Regions from separate parts of the Mus musculus genome. Here region 1 is linked to region 2. A link is a contact called in public promoter capture Hi-C data. All regions are on one chromosome and are shown on one strand. Each heading gives the region's core, a stretch centred on a gene start, on an enhancer-like site or on the middle of the called end of the contact. The rest is flanking DNA. Distances are from core to core; before and after follow the strand shown. Region 1 holds the start of Mettl1 (methyltransferase like 1). Region 2 has its middle 17 kb from the start of 4930484H19Rik.

Region 1 (4,934 bases), core at 1,249-3,748, 230 kb before region 2:
ATTTTGAGGAAGTACAGAGAGGTTAAACAGGAAAGAGAATTTTCATTTGTAGATATCTAAGTCAGGAGTGGGGCAGAGATACCCATATCTTGCAGAGATTTTCTTCGGAAGAGAAAGAAAAAACACTGTCACACTGTCCCAGGAGCACCGTGTGGTGGCTCATGCCTTTAATCCAAAAAACTGGAAGTAGGGAATGGGAGACAGAAGCAGGCAAATCTCTGTGAGTTCAAGGTCGGCCTGTCTGATGTAGGATGTTCCAGATCAGACAGGGCTTCATAGTGAAACCCTGTTTCAAAAAATAAAATAACCAACAACAAGACAAGATCTGTCAAACAGATAGAATAAAAGGGCAGGAATTACAGGCCGGTGATGTCACTACGTAGCTTGCTTTCTTTTCTTTTCTTTCCTTCTTTTTTTTTTTTTTTTCCTGAGACAGGGTTTCCTTGGTTGTCCTAGAACACAATTTGTAGACCAGGCTACCCTTGAATTCAGAGGTCCAACTGCCTCTGCCTCCCAAGTGCTGGGATCAAAGGCGTGCATCACCACTGCCCAGCATCATTTGGTCTTTATAACACTCTCTGGTACAGTGTGAAGGTTGGGGAAACTGAGGGTCAGAAATGCTAAGACCATACAATTAACCAGGGGGGCAGCACTAACATGAACCAAAGTCTTCAGTCTCCACACACCACGCTCCACCGCTCTGACACACTGTTACCTGTCTATAGGGAAGATGTGAACATAGACCAGTGGCTTGACATGCATGCTCTGGAAAACAAATGTAACAGGAACTCCAGACCATGAGAGGGTGGAGCAGAATGTGTTCTGGTGAGAGAAGGGGTAGGAGAGGGAAGGTGGTGGAATCCCCGAGAAAGACGGTTCAGGATCAGTGGCCACTGGAGCTGATCTCTGACGCTTGTGCTGACCCGGCTCACTGACCCAGCACAAGGCAGTGGAATGGCTCACGGAGGGACTGGAGCCACTGGAGCTAGACAGAACAACCGGGGTTCTCAGATACATCTGAGGCAGCCCCCTCCCTCCTCCAGGGCAAAGGCCACAGACCCAGAGTAGAAGGAAGGTGGAGGCTCTCCACACTGATGTCACTGCTGTCTGGTCCCAGGAGGAAAGGTCAACTAATCCTGCCTCTAACCTGCTGAGATGGCAGAACCCAGGCCTCTCCCTGTCCCAAGAAAAGGGCCAGCTTATTACCTAACAAGCCACCATAGCCACAGCCTATGTCTGCAAACTCCACTTGGGCCCCAGAGTGCTTTTCTTTCTCATCCTTTGGATCATCATGGCTCTTATTTTGAATAAGCGGAGCAAAGAACTCTGGGTAAAGCTCAGACCAGTCCATTTCCTCTGGCTTCACAGGGCTATTAGAAAGAAGACATGAGACACATGAGACTGTTGTACATACCAGTGCAGACATTTTGTGTAAGAGTTGGGGGGGGGGTGGTAGGCTTAGAAAAAAACTCTGCATGCAGGGACCATGTGGTATGTAGAAGGTGTAATGGGAAGTCCCCTGGCTTCTAGGGTGTGAATCAGTCCCATCATGAGGCTATGGCTGCAGATCTGCCAAGTTCTTCTGGGTACTGATGTGTGTAAGGTTTTCCCAGAGACTGACTGCCTAAGGCACTGGAGCACTACTTTGTTTATGTATATTTTAAAATTTTTATTTACCCGTGTATTTTGCATTTTATGTGTATGAGTGTTCAGTCTTCATGCACACCAGGAGAGGCAATCAGATCCCATTAGAAGTGGTTTCCAGCCACCATGTGATTGCTGGGGCCTCTGGAAGAGCAGTCAAGCGCTCTTAACCACTGAGGCATCTCTCCAGCCCTCTTTGTTTATGTATTTTGTGTGGCGAGGATGGAACAAGGAGTGGCCAGGAGTGTGTATATATGTTTATCTTTTTATAAATTAAAAAACCCAAATCGGAGCCGGGTGTAGTGGTGCACACCCTCAGGAGGCAGAGGAAGCTGTATCTCTGTGAGTTCGAGGCCAGCCTGATCTACAAAGTGAGTGCCAGGACAACTAGGGCTACACAGAGAAACCCTGTCTCCAAAATCCAAACCAAATTAAAAAGAAAAACCGGAAGGTGGAAATGACAACTTGCTTCGCTTCATTTTGGCAATAGTTTTTCCCCCCTCTTCCTAGATCTGGCTGGCAAGTCCACCCAGACTTTAAGTCTCCAACACCGCGACCCCTCCCAGCCGGCCAACTCCGCCTTCTGCCCAATCTCCCTAAGCCATCCTCAGCTGACGTGTCACCCGGACAACCCTCCCCGCTCCATCGCAAGTCCTAGCGGTGGCCCCTGCGCGACCGCCTTCCCTCCCTCCCGGACCCCGCCGGGCCCGCTCACTAGCGCAGTGTGTGGTCTGCCATGGGGTTGGAGTGGGCGCGCTGCCGGTAGTAGCGCTTCTGCGGCTGGGGGGCTTCGGCTCCCGCCATCATGCCACGCAGTCCACGTGGAGAGCCGAGCTCGCGGCGCGAGGTGATGACGCAGCCCGCGGACCGCCAGCGGGCCCCGCCTTTTAAAGAGCGAAGAGCAAATTCTGTAGCACCGTAGGGAAAGGACCCTGAAGGGAGTGGGAGGGGAAACCTGCGCCCTGCTATTGCTAACCGTGCTTTGGGGAGGCCAGCTCCGGGCACCCCGCATCCTCCCTTGGGTCGTTCTGGCCTAGTCTGGGTTCTCAAATGCCCACAGGTACCTGTGCGCCCCACAGGTGAGCGGGATGTGAGGGACCCGCCTCTGACAGTAAACTCAAGCATCATTTCTTCTCTCTCCGGGTGGTCTCAAACCAAGTCTGGCCCGTATGGTGTTGTGTGGGTCCTGTTCTGTGTGCGCCAGGTACCCGGGCTCGGGGGTCATCCCCATCCATCTCTAGGAAGTCCAGCTGGAGGAAGGAGAGCGAACTGGGGAGGCGGGGCCCGGTGCCTGGGAGCAGCCCATATGGCTGGCAGTCCCCAGCCTCAACCCCGCACCGATAGAGGGGATCCGAGCGCTGGCCGGGGTGCTCGGGGACTCTATCTGCCGGATGGCCAGCTCTCGCACCGATCCGGAAACTGAGCCCGAATCCGTGTTCCCACGGGAGATCCGGCTCTTCACAGACTCTTACTCAGAGAGCAGCCGGTTCTGCTTCTGTGGGCACGAGCTGAGCATCACGCAGAACTTTGGGTCGCGCCTTGGGGTGGCGGCACGCGTGTGGGATGCGGTGAGGAATGGGCTGCCCTAAGTGAGGGTCCCTGAGAGGTCCAGTCCCCGGACCCCGGCTCTCCCATATGGAGACACCGTTCTGACAGTTTCCCACTTTCTTTTTCCCTTCCTCATAGGCTCTGAGCCTGTGTGACTATTTCGAGAGTCAAAATGTGGATTTTCGAGGCAAGAAGGTGATCGAACTGGGCGCGGGGACGGGCATCGTGGGAATCTTGGCGGCGCTGCAGGGTGCGTGAGCTGGCATTGCGGCGGGAGGAGGGGAGCTGGAGTGTGGAGAAGTGAGGACGTGGATTCCTGGGGGTGGGTAGAACTCAGCTCAGTTCTTTCCTTTTAACAAACCTCTATTCTCCTGCAAGGCAGACAGCGCTGACGAGTGTTCAGAACACTCAAGCTAGTTGGCTTCAGGGTACCTGAAACAAATAAGATAGGCTTTCCGTGAAAAAAAAAAAAAACTGGAGATGCTCTTTCGCTAAAATGCTTGCATGGATTTTCTGAAGGAGAGACCTAGGACAGTGAACCTCATCAAAGATTTGTAGCTTTGTTATGTTAGGATCTTTTAAATATCTTTTTCTTTCCTTTCTTTTTTTTGGGTGTGTGTGTGTGTGTGGGTAGGGGGTGTGGGTGTGGTTTTGTAGTCTGGTTGAGACAGGCTCTCTTGTTGTCCAGGCTGGCCTAAAACTCATTACGTAGAGATTAGCCTTGAATTCCTGCCTGGTCCTCCTGTCTTACTTTTTCCTAGTGCTGGGATTATAGGTGTGTGCTACCGTACTGCAATAGAGCCTAGGGTTTTTAATACTAGAAGAAGCAAGGTTATGAATTTTGAAGGACCCGAGTGTGAATATATATATGGGTGGTAATTGGTAATTAAGCAGCTGAGACCTGGGAAAGGAAAAGGTCAGGGAAATTGTGCTTCACTTTGAGCAAAAACCTACAAAAGCTTCTTGCCTAGTGATCTAAGTCGTGTAAACCAGATGTCCTTATTTGTAGGAACAGAAGTGGGTCACATCAAGGGCAGTCTTTGCAGAGGCAGACATTAATTCTTATATTTATTCCTTCAGTCAGTCAATATGTATTCTCTGTGTGCCAAGGAACTTGTAGTCTATCGAGGGACAATGTGGGAAGATGCTACGGAACATACATGATGGTGAGGTCTGGGTAGCATGGCTGTGCTCTCACTAGCTACCTTGAGGGCTGAGCAGTCCATCAAGGGGAAGCACAGGCAGATGAGTTGGAGGAAGGCGGCTGGATGGGAGTGAGCAAGTTACATGAAAAGCAAAGGAGCCAAGTGGAGTGGTTCATGCCTGTAATCCCAGCATGCAGGAATTAGGGGTGTCTCGGTAAAGTCAAGGCTAGCCTGGGCTACGGAGTAAGACCCCATTTCAGGTAGGAAGGGAGGGAAGGAGGCAAAGGGGAAAGGTGTGTGTCTGTGTCTGTGTGTATGTATGCCTGTGTACATGTATGTATATGTGTTTGTGGGTATATGTGTGTATGTGCATGTATGTATGTGGATATAGGTACATGTGTGTGTATGTATATGTGTGTGTGGATGTAGGTATATGTGTGTGTATGTGCATGTTTGTATATGTGTTTATGTGTGTTTGGTATGTATGTGTATATGTGTTTATGTGTGTTTGGTATGTATGTGTGTGTATGTATGTGCATGTGTATATGTGCATATGTCTGCGTCTATGTGTGTATGTGTGTGTCTGTTTCTTTTCTG
Region 2 (5,470 bases), core at 2,425-4,924:
ACTAAAGCTTAGGCCTAGGTTATTTCCGCATGGACGCACAGCTAGGAAGCTCTGAAGACAGGACTCGGCTTTTCTGAGCTGAAATTATTTACCACCCCCTTTGTGTCTCTTTGCTTAAGCCAGAATATTCTGCATTTCATGACAGAATTAAGCATTCGTGCTTAAATACTTCATTTTGCTAATGCTCCTGGGTAAGAATAAGAGCATGATTACTGTTTTTGAGCCAAGTTTGAAGCAAGCTTTATTAAATACTAGCTAGGACGATGGATGTTGGTCAGGTCCATACCTGGGATTTTTCAGAGAATGGAACCTAATTACATTAGACAGGAGCTCATAAAGGCAAAATTTACAAGGCCACATACTTCCTGCCTTCATCCAATCAACAGCATACGTTAAACAACAACAACAAAAGATTTATTTAATGCATAAGTATACTGTTGCTATCTTCAGACTCACCAGAAGAGGGCACCAGATCCCACTACAGGTGGCTGTGAGCCACCATGTGGTTGCTGGGAATTGAACTCAGGACCTCTGGAAGAGCAATCATTGCTCTTAACTGCTGAGCCATCTCTCCAGCCCTGTAAGCATACATTTTGACGCAACTTCCTGCCTACATACCTCCCACCTACTTGTGACCCAGCACATGCTGTGCAGCTGGGGCAGCCAGCTTCGTTTACAGAAGTGAAAACACGTGGCTCGTCATCTTACATGGACAGCAGCCCCCAGCATACCAGGAAATTCTCTGTCCTTAGGCAGGTGAGGCTTACAGGTTAGGCATTTTTGTTCGCTAGATCCCTTAAACACAGTAATTTAAGCTTAAAATATAACTTTATCAGTAACACCTAATGTATTATTATGGTTTATCCAAGAGATGAAGGGGCTTTAACCTTGTTCAATTGTTAGAACGTGTTTCCAGTTAAAAATTAAAACGCCAAGATGTCTGAAACCTGTGAGCTTTGACTATCGGTCATCACTCTGGTCAACATTTTATGGGAAAAAAAAATTGAGTAAGAAGGCATTTGGTTACAAGTAGTAGAAAATCCTAGCCACAATGTCTCACCCCAAATTAAAATTTGCATTATTTCATCATAAAAGAAAGGCTGAGAAGTCCCATAATGCACCACAGCCTCCCAGAGCTCCATTCTCCACATGGGGCCTTCTCCTCAGGCTTGCAATACAGCCGTGCTGCTCAGTTTTGAGCAGGAAAGCTTCTCCGAGGCAGATATCTTCAGTTCTATGGCCTGTGGGATTCTATATCCTGGGCTGTTTGTTGCCTGGCTTCCAGATATTGATTGGCTTTCCTCTCCCACTTCCTCCTTGGCAGAGAGCCAGACTCAGTTACAATTCTGGGAATTCACTAGCAGTATACTTATGACCACAGTCTCATGGTTGCCTGGGGTGGGGGTGGGGTCATCTTCCTCCGCACCATCCTTGGTCTATAAGAGTTACACTAAGTTCACCTCGGTAGGAGCTGCATGACCCAGAGGAGGAGCCGTCTGGGCTTTGCCCTGGGAGCACTGGGGGAGGATCAGGCTGCAGAATGGATTCAAAGATGATCAGCATCACCGAGCCATAGAAGCCCGGAAGGAGAGCTAGGGCACAGCAGTCCAAATCAGGAGACAGTATTGCTATTAGCTATGCTAATTCAAAAGAAGATGCAGAGAAGAAAGCCCATGCCATGGAAGCCAAGGTCTGAGGAGGTTAGAAGTGTTTCCTTTCTTACTGTCCCTTGAGAAGGAGAGCAGAATTGTAGGGGCTGAAGAAAACTGGCTGTGGGCGGGTGGCGGCGGGTGGCGGTGGGCTGAATAGGAAGGGATACTGGACAGAGGCGATAGAGAAGGCACAGGTCAGGGGTCTGTCAGCACTGAAGCATATGTCTTATGGTTGTGTGATGAACCACTGTGACAATGAGGAACCTGGGGCTGACCTGCTCCTGGAATCCCGCCAAAGCCATCATTAGGAGCTCTGCAGTCACGAGGCTTTTCAATCTGCTTGGTGTCGTCGGTCTCCCTATGCCTCCCCCTCTGGGTGTTTAAAATGGAGACATTTCCCAGCTTGCTGCTCCCAGAAACGATGTTATGTGTCCCAATGAGACGATGCAGTTCTTGGAATTCCACGGAGGGAAGAGCTATGCAAATTCACTGTGTTGTATTCATGGCACGTGGCTGAGCTGAGAACTCTAGTTACCACCCAGCCATGCAAAGCCGGAGGTTAGACCTGCTCCTCTCTGCACAGGGCTTCCTCTATGGCTGAGGATGTAGCTCAGTGGTAGAGTTCTTACCTAGTCAGGATGAGTGAGGCTCTAGATTCAATCCCAATATGGAGTAAAACCAATCATCAATCAAACGCTCCCCCCCGCCCCCCCCCCCCCACCTCCAAATAAACAATCCTACTCTTGGTTATGGTTTCTATGGATTGGGCGAAACACCATGACCAAAAGCAACAGAGGGAGAAAAGGATTTGTTTTAAACGATCTTCTGTATCACTGCTCATTACTGATGGAAGCCAGGACAGGATCTCAAACATGGCAGGAACCTAGAGGCAGGAGCTGATGCAGAGACCATGGTGGGATAGAGTGATACGTATGTAAGGCCTTTATGTCTGGCTTTGAGTGAAATGTTTCAGCTAAGCCTTTACTATATATTCAGGTCAATCACTAGAGGCTGAGAGATGGTTGTGAGACGGTTTGAACCTTGAGGAAATGTCTCTCCAGAGAATCTGCACTTGGTGCTACATGAAAACTTGCAGCTGCACCGACCTTGTTCCTAAGACACCCCTGCCAAACTTGGAGTTCTTTCTTTTGACTCTGGCTAGCCATGGTCTGAAGGGCCTGAGATTTGTGTGGGTCGTCTGCTCTCACGGGCAGCAAGGGCAAGAGAACTGTGGTAGTTGGAACCTTTCCCAGGCCTGATTAACCTTGTATAATGTTTGAACAAAGTAACTGGAGTGAGCTAGCTGGGTGTCAGGCTTCTCCAAGAAGGCAAAACCCTCTGATCTTTCCGGAAATGAAGCTTAACGACTTGGTGAGCTTCTCTCTCCACGGTGGCACCTACTACCTACATCAATCAACAGAGGGCGCTGCTTACTGGCTTGCTCCTCATGGTTTGCTCAGCCTGCTGTCTTATAGAACCCAGGACCACCAGCCAGGGATGTCCTAAATCACTAATTAAGGAAACGCACAATGGGCTTGCCTACAGCCAGATCTTATGGAGGCAAGTTTTCAATCTAAGTGCATCCCTCTCAGATCACTCTGGCTTGTGTCAACTCGACATAAAACTAGCCAGTGCTCTGTGACAAAATCTGACAAAGCAGCAGGAGGAAACAATTTTGCCCCACAGAAATGTGCACATCTAACAAATTAGCTCAGAGAGCCATTGTGGCTGGGCGCCAACATGGCCATCGGCAGTCTTTGAGCATTCATGTCCCTCTCACATTACCCCCTCTCCTTTGGTTTGGGTCTTGTTGAATCTGGTGATGCCTGGTCTGGACCCCTCCCCCCACCCGTACCTGTCTCTCCCCAGTGTGCCCAGTAAGAGCGCCAGCTGCTAGCCACATTCAGGAAACCATGTCAAGATGATATTTTAAAGTTCTTGTATGAGTTTTAGGCGGCAGACATAGTCTTTCAAAGACTGTTTACGCTCCAGATGCCGACTTGGACGGAATCGACACCTGGCAAGTTGATGAGCTTACAGCTGTAACCACTAATGCATTGGAGTTGAATTCAGTGCTTGGCGAGGATGGGGAAACTGAACGACATTGTGATCTATGCAAAGCCAGGCTCCCTGTCCCTGTGGCTGCTCCGTGAACGCCACAGGGTCCTGTCTAGCGTGCACATGCATTTATCAATCAAGAATGTGCTGAAGAAGTTGCTCAAGCGCCGAGGGAAACCGGCTAGAAAACAGACCCGCGGCAATTATCAGACCCGCTGGGCTTGGTTTCATTTTGATGTGCAAGAAACGTGCCCAAGACGCACAAGGTTCAGTGTGCAGACCATGTGCCATCCAAAGAGAAGGGAACACTGCACGTATTCTACTGTGTCAGAAGCACGAGGCTGTCAACTGAACTCTCATCCGTGGTGCCTATCGCCCTGTTTGAGCTGAAAGAGGGCGCTGTAGGAAAACGCTGTTTGTTCTCTGAGCTCTGCTGTGGGAATGGCCGCTTGGGAACCAGCTCACATTGTGGTCCGTGCTCCAGCAGACTGCGGGCAGCAGCCTGGTGCCCGCTAACATGCAGTGAAGCCCCATGAGAACCTGGTCCCGTTCAGCATTGCCCTCCAGCTGCCCACGCGAATCCCAGCAACTGGTCACGCAGGGCATAAGATCGATGCTTATCTTGGCATTTGTTGTATGGGAAGGGATTGTACTAGAATCAAAAGCTTTTAATCCAGCCAATGGTTCCAATAAAAGCACTGAACCATTAAAAAAAAAAAAAAGCCTTAATTTCATGTGACATCATATCTTGAGAAAAGCGACTTAATTAGGAAAAATTCCTTTTCTGTACATGTTATGCGTGCTGACCAGGAGGTAATTGCAAAGCTAAATCGTTCAATGACCTGACAGTGTGTTTTCAGATCACCAGTGCAGTAAAGAAATATTCTCTAGTGACAGGATTGCAAATATTCTACACTTCTAAACCCGTGTTTATCTAGGGTGCGCATACTATCGATTTTTTTTTTGGTTATTCTTTAATTCTTTACCAGTTGCAATTTTTTACTTTGCATTGCATTGTGGGTAATTTATGTTGTTTTGACAGTTTGATTTTCTGCTATAATTTTCAATTCTGTACCCAGAGTTGTACAGACTACTGTTTAGACAAACGACATGGAAATATAGAGGTTATCTATGTAAAATGATTCATATTTCAAAATAGGGTCTTCTGTAAAAAAAAAAAAAGGCCACCACATTGCTATTAAATCACACTTTTTATATTACTTTTTTCCTTGACTGAGGTTTGTTGAATTTACTATTGTAACATATTTCCAAAAACACATTAGTTAAATGGGGTTGAAAATCATGCACGCATATTTTATGGAAAAAATGTGTAGGTATATTTTCAATTTTAAGCTATAAACTCTGGCTTTCCATGGATGATTAAAATATTCTGGCCCATTTAAAATGAACTACATAATAAAAGTGGTGTGCAATAATAATTTTACAATGCTTAATAATATAAAGTGCTTTATCTGAAAATGCCCTTTAAAAGGTTTTATGCATAATTCAAATACTTCTGTATAGAAAATGAGTGATGGGCAAATAAAGAACTGATAAAATAATTTAAAAATAGAGGCAGAGATTTCTGCCTTGTTACAGAACCAAGAAGCAGCAACGTGTTCAGATGTCTTTGGCTGTCAGTGACGGGCAGAGCCAGTGAGGGCAGTGTGCCACAGCAGAGATACATTAGGTCCAAACTTTCTAATGTAGGTTTTCTGACTTCAAAAACAGAGGGCACAAAGGGCTTCTGAAGTTTGTTG

What was found. Promoter capture Hi-C pulls out the DNA fragments that hold promoters and counts their contacts.
Region 1: a contact with region 2 is called in a promoter capture Hi-C map of hippocampal neurons, with 5 times the contacts expected there. The contact joins the promoter of Mettl1 here to the enhancer-like site in region 2. A contact is called at or near these places in 6 of 39 promoter capture datasets (cranial neural crest, frontonasal cranial neural crest, hematopoietic stem and progenitor cells and 2 more).

The regions. Positions count from the first base shown.
Region 1 is chr10:127,039,496-127,044,429 of GRCm38.p6, reverse strand. Mettl1 (methyltransferase like 1) reads right to left here and starts at 2,498. Exons shown (of 6, transcript NM_010792.1): 1 at 2,360-2,498; 2 at 1,207-1,370. The coding sequence starts at 2,451. It overlaps Eef1akmt3 (EEF1A lysine methyltransferase 3), which reads left to right and starts at 3,036. Exons shown (of 3, transcript NM_001205036.1): 1 at 3,036-3,212; 2 at 3,331-3,442. The coding sequence starts at 3,036.
Region 2 is chr10:126,808,400-126,813,869 of GRCm38.p6, reverse strand. It overlaps the pseudogene Gm9111. Among named protein-coding and RNA genes, the nearest start is that of 4930484H19Rik, 17 kb to the right of the region's middle. Within about 2 kb of position 3,674, at least 47 of the 459 cell types and tissues checked have an H3K27ac peak or open chromatin away from gene starts, as enhancers often do. A contact at or near this core is called in hippocampal neurons, where this site is marked.